2 separate regions of the Rattus norvegicus genome follow, and region 1 is linked to region 2. Evidence: chromatin contacts called from public Hi-C data. All regions are on one chromosome and are shown on one strand. The core of a region is the stretch at or near the end of the contact, and the rest is flanking DNA. Distances in the headings are between cores, read along the strand shown.

Evidence for each region. Hi-C and Micro-C count contacts between places; a contact is called where the count stands out from the background.
Region 1: a contact with region 2 is called in a Hi-C map of the A7r5 cell line, with 2.4 times the contacts expected there. The contact joins two enhancer-like sites. A contact is called at or near these places in 2 of 12 Hi-C or Micro-C datasets (the A7r5 cell line and Schwann cells).

The regions. Positions count from the first base shown.
Region 1 is chr17:36,285,974-36,288,992 of GRCr8, reverse strand. All of the region lies in intron 7 of LOC134482707 (a long non-coding RNA gene), which reads right to left. Among named protein-coding and RNA genes, the nearest start is that of H3f3al1, 180 kb to the left of the region's middle. Within about 2 kb of position 1,347, at least 15 of the 93 cell types and tissues checked have an H3K27ac peak or open chromatin away from gene starts, as enhancers often do. A contact at or near this core is called in the A7r5 cell line, where this site is marked.
Region 2 is chr17:36,062,428-36,065,134 of GRCr8, reverse strand. All of the region lies in intron 3 of LOC134482707 (a long non-coding RNA gene), which reads right to left. Among named protein-coding and RNA genes, the nearest start is that of Rpl29l1, 140 kb to the right of the region's middle. Within about 2 kb of position 1,339, at least 22 of the 93 cell types and tissues checked have an H3K27ac peak or open chromatin away from gene starts, as enhancers often do. A contact at or near this core is called in the A7r5 cell line, where this site is marked.

The DNA of each region.
Region 1 (3,019 bases), core at 98-2,597, 220 kb before region 2:
GAGAGGAAGAGAAGGAAGGCTGGGGGGACAGCAAGAAAGGAAGGAAAGTGGAAATGCAGGAGGAAAGAATGAGGAGGGAAAAGAACTCCAGAAGTCAAAGTGGGCCTCAGATGGTCAGGACCAGAATTCACACACACACCTCCACAACTTTGGAGAATGGGCCAGAGCGCCACACCCGCTGCTGTCTGAACTAGTGTCAGGGATGACCATTTATCTTCTGAGAAGAGTAAACCTTATTTTCCAATATGAGCCTACAATGAGGCTCCTAAAATGGACTCAGCAGATACTTAAAGATAAGAGAAAGCGCATATACATTCTACTTTTTAAATGTTTATTCTCTTAGCTCAACAGCCATCTACTAAGTCTCGCATATCTCCACGTAAGCAAAGTCAGGGAAATGACAATTATTTGGATGGCAAGAGTGTTCCTTCAGGCAAATGCTGTTTCTGAAGTGAAGTAGCAGAATAGGAACCATCCTGAATACAGAGCAATGCTACATTGACACTAACATTTATGACTATTGTCACAGCAATACTTTCCTACACACAGATAAACTAAATTTAATAAAATAAAATAATGTACTCAAGGATATAGGGAAGTGATATTTTAAACCCAGGTCCAGTGTGCTGCTAAAGCTAGATGGTAATTTGTCAACAAAGGCTGACCAAAATGGAGGGTGCATTAATGAATGAGAGGAAAGGGAAGTCAGCAGAGATGAACACATGCAGAGACCCTTGCTATGAGTCTGCTGAGAGACAAGCCAGATGCCCCACAAATCACGTATGATACCCAGTGTGACAACTGATGTCATGTCCTCTGAATGTCCTTTTATTATCTTTAAAAATCATCTGTAAAATTTAACCTTAAAAAAAAAAATCCAGGGCTGGGAATATGGTTTAGTAATTGACTATTTGCCTAATATGTTCAATACCCTGTGCTACCTAAACAAATAAGAATCAAAAGAATATGAATCAAAGCATAGAGAAGAAATTCTGATAGAGAAAGGTTAATAATTTGATTTTTGATCATCTCTTTTTCTCTAAATCTAGAAAATGAATAATACAAGTAGAAAATAATAATAATAGTAATCGCAGGAAAAACTGGAAGCCTTCTTCAAACACATTAAATTTACTGAAAAAGAACAGCCTACAGATTGCGTCTGCCTTCTAAAATATTATAGATGACATGAAGAAAAACCAGGCTCTGAGACAGATCATCAGATCGTTCGGTTCTTAATAGACAGCTGTGGCTAATGTGCACCTCAGCCCACACTGCAATCCTGACGCGCACACCCTGGCGCTGAGGTTATTAGGCAACTCAGTGAAATGGGACAGAAAACCCCCCAAGGAGCCAACGCTCCGGAATCTGCTAGACTCATTTCCACGCTCACCCGGGAACCCAGAAAATCACTTTCAGATGCAACCCAGGACCGAGGCTGACTGCAAGGAGAAGCTCCGATGTACACAGACTTCCCCAGCCCCACCTCCCCAGTTTGCCCTTCACGGCTACCAGTTTTTGTTGTTGGATTTTTTTGTTTTGTTTTGTTTTGTTTTTGTTGTTTTTGGGGGGCTCTTGGGGGGGTGTTTTTATGGTCCTGGAATTCACAAACTTCTTCGCAGCAACGCTTTCTTGCTAGGCTACCCACTGCCCATCCCTCTATCCATTCATTCGGTGCCTGGAAAACACAAGGAGGGGAGACAAAGGGCAAATGCCAGTCTGTGACCTCTGTCTGGATTTAGCAGAGCGTGATGTGTGAATCAGGTGTGTGGAATGGAAGTTTCCATGGCAACGAGACTGCCAGCCAGGCAAGGCCTTCACATACTCTTTCTACCATGGTTATAAAAACAATGAGGCCACCTGAGGGACCTGAGCAAAGAGGGAGGCAGCCAAGTTCAGGGTTACCCAGTGACTGGGTGGATCTGGGTCTGCACGAGGTCCTCCATACACCTAGCTCTGGATTCTTTCCCTTCTGGGCCTGCCCAAGTCCTCTCACCACCCTTTGCTGGTAGAAGGCATGACCTCTTGGGAGTTTCTTCAAAGTGTTATGTAGAAAGGGCCAGGGAAAGGTGTTTAAGTAAAGACACAGCTATACTCATGAGCACATCGAGCCATTCTGACCCATTCTGGTACTAGGTGCCTACTTGACAGAAGTGTTCCCATTTTCTGGAAGCTCCTTTGCCTTACCTTTTTAGTGTGTTTTTATTTGTACACTCAGACCATTAGAAAAGGATCCTGAGCTACATTTTGTATTTCAGGAATTTAAAATTTTACAATACATTCTAGTTGTGTAGACACTAGAATTATTTAAATCTTAAGGGGTTAAAAAAAAAAAAGCAGCATGCTTTTAAGGCCCAAGAGTTGAGTTGGCTGAAAGGAAAAAGGCATACAAGTCCAATGAAATCAAAGCTTGCCTGGGCTCCTATGGATGGCCAGTCTGTGCTGAGCTCAGGGTCTGAGATGGTTAACAGGTCAGCCGCAGGCTGGACTGAAGCAAACTGGAAGACAGCAAATTACACTTCCTCTCTCCCCACTGTTTTTAGCTCTGCTCTAGATGGGGTTTCAATTCCTTCACAGCATCACTCTGCAGGCTGAAGAAGAGTTCCTCATGCTACTTTGGTGGCAGGCCCTGCTTCAGCAGACTGTGACAAGCCTGCAGGGATCAGCTGCCCCTTCCAATACACCAACGGAATGTGTCTCAGCACACCTGACTGGCACCCAGAGGCCACCCTCTGCCTTTCAGACAGTGCTTTGTGGTGCCCTGGGATGTACTCACTGCATCAGCCACTCCTCTGTAGTTTCGTCCACTGCGGTTCACAGTGGCACTGCCCATTCCAGGCAGATTCAATGAATTTTGGTTACCGTAGAACCCCTTATCAGTTTGAGAGAAGTTCAAATATTCTGGGTGATACTGAACCATACACAATATTGAACTCTGTACACGCCATGCTTTTCCTATATGTGCACATGCCCATTCACTACACACACCATGCTGCCCCTCTATGTCTACACCCACTATGCT
Region 2 (2,707 bases), core at 90-2,589:
CTCGGCAGAGACTGAATTTTGTTTCCAGCAACTATGTCTGACTCTCACCCCAGGGAATTTGACATCTCTGGCCTCTGTGGGCACTGCACTTCAGTGTACAAACCCACACTCGTACTTACACATGTATACATAATATAAAAAAATAAAAATGAATATTAAATCTAAAGAGTAATAATATATAAAGAAACTAAAACAGAGGAAGACACCGATAATCAATCTGTGGCCTGTATGTGCACTCACATATACCTGAACTCATATACATGCATACACCATACACCAACACACACACACACACACACACACACACACACACACACACACAACGACAACAAGAAGCCTCTATTACTAATGACCCATTAATAAGTAATGTAGGCTGGAGTTTGAGAGAGCCTGTGTTTAGCATACACAAAGCCCTGGGTTTTCCAGAACCAAAAATAAGGAAATGTTACTAACTGGCCTTTTAAATTCTACCATTCCAAGACCCCAGACTTTGTCACGCTCTCACACAAGAGGGTGACAGTTGCTTTGCTTTCTACAACAGGGCTAAGGATGCTTTTTTAAGTAGTTCAAGCCACAAGCAGGGTATTAACAGAAGGAAAATACTGAAGCGGGTAACAGAACTGGTTAACCGTGCCCTAAGGCCTCTACCATTAGTGAATTTTAGAGATGTCTTAACTCACTACTCATAATTGTCCCTGAAAAAAAAAAATATATTCTCTCATGTCAAGTGGAGGAAGAAACAGAGTTCAGGTTTAATAGAAGGCAAAGGGGAAGGGTGAAGGCGAGAGCAGGAGTTCACAGTAAAGCCAGAGCAGAGGGGGAGCCAGGCACACACTTTATGAGCTCAGACAAGACAGAGGAAAACCCTTCCCTCTGCAGCCTTCTCCTTGCTATCTGCCCTCACCCCCAGGTCTGAAGTAAACCTGAGCCAGGAGCCTCCTGGTGCTGCAACCCTCCTGTACTTAGAGCCTCAGACTCAGCCAGCAGCTTTTGGAGCCTCAAGGTCATAGCTAGGGTTGGTACACACACACACACACACACACACACACGAAAATAGGTTGGGAAGCAAGAATAAAGGAAAGAGTTGCTTGGCAAACTAATATCCATGGAGAATTAGCTTCTGAAAGTCTGAGCAAACAGTTCACACCATAAAACAGCTGCTGCTAACCATCTGCAGGTCCTAATCAACACACACACACACACACACACACACACACACACACACACACACACACTTCTGTCCTGTGGGGCCCTGGCTCTTAGCTATTTCCTGTCCCCTTCAACCCCCTAAGCATTCTTGGTCAAAGACTAAGTCACAAACTTACAGGCATTTACAGTGCTTTCCTAGAGTGGATTCTGTCCAAGATGTCATGACAGTAATGGAAAAGAGCATGTAGGCCTTCCAGTTCTGGCGTCTGCTCACCACTTGCAAAAACTGTCTCCCCTACCTTACTCACTGGTTCCTTCAGGTCCAGTCGGTGAACTGGACCAAATCAAATCATTTCTAGAATCACTGTATCACATTTTATTTAGTCTTTCTGTTTCTTTCCCCAGCCTCAAACTAATGGCTCTATGCCAAAGGGGGTGGTGGGGGGAGAAGAAGTTGCTGTTTGAGAAAGTATCGGCATGCCTGGCTCCTGCCAAAGTTTACAGCATAGTTCTATCCTGAGCCACAGCGAGGATGGGCCGTTGTGGGGGAGGGAAGTGGAGCCAGGCAGCTGTTTTTTCAATAAACTCTAGCAGAAACCCTCCCACTTCCTGCACTGGCTTCAGCGACCCCAGCAGAGAGGAGGCAGCCAGCGAGATCTTATTCCTCCAAGACTCAGGCTACTGCCTCCCTGACTCTGACCCTCCTCCACAACTGACCAAGGTCCCTTTCTGATCCGCCCCTCAACCTCAGGAGGGCAGCCAGAGGGTTTGTCCCAGCTCCTTTGAATGTTTATTCCTGGTCCCCTGCTCCCAGGAGAGATTCACCTCCTCTCCCTAACCTTAGCCCTCCCCATGCTCCACCCTCCAGCCCGGGTGTCCTAGCTCTGAGGCACACCAGGCATCAGTGCAAAGGCAGGGAAGGGAGTGCATTTCTCATCCCACACCTTCCAAGAAAGGGCTGGCCTTCCTCTCTGCAGCTGTGGTCAACAGTCCCAGGGCTCCTCAGACCAGCCTTTCCTCAGTCAAAGCCTCTGGGTTCAGTCTCCTTTCTGGAGTGGAAAGGGGGGCAAGAACATGAGAAGGCATGAAAAAGCTGCTGCACCCACCAGCACGAGGCCGCTCAGTCAGCCCAAAAGCTCTAATTTGTTAACCTAGAAACCCCTGGGGCATTGCAATCAAAGAGGGCCCCACCCAGCAGCACCTCTGATTACTTTTTTCCCTTCTAGTGGGCAAGCAGAGAAGAGGGAAAATCAGGACAACTGTGTGCAAAACAGAACTACTCCATAACACGGACTTGGCTCTCACAAGACCCAGATTACAGACTCAACACCTCCATGTCTGTCCAGATGGAAGGGGGAAAATACAGGGTGCAACCTAGATCCAGCTGCCCAGACAGCCTGCCAACTGGAGCATCAGTACAGCCTCAAATTGCTCCTCAGGCCCCAGATGGCTTTTTCGTTCCTTCCTTTTAAAGTTCTTTAAGGTTTTCTAGTTCATATTGGTAAACTGACTCTTTCATATTCTGGCTTTAACAGTGTGCAAATCAATGCACAATGAA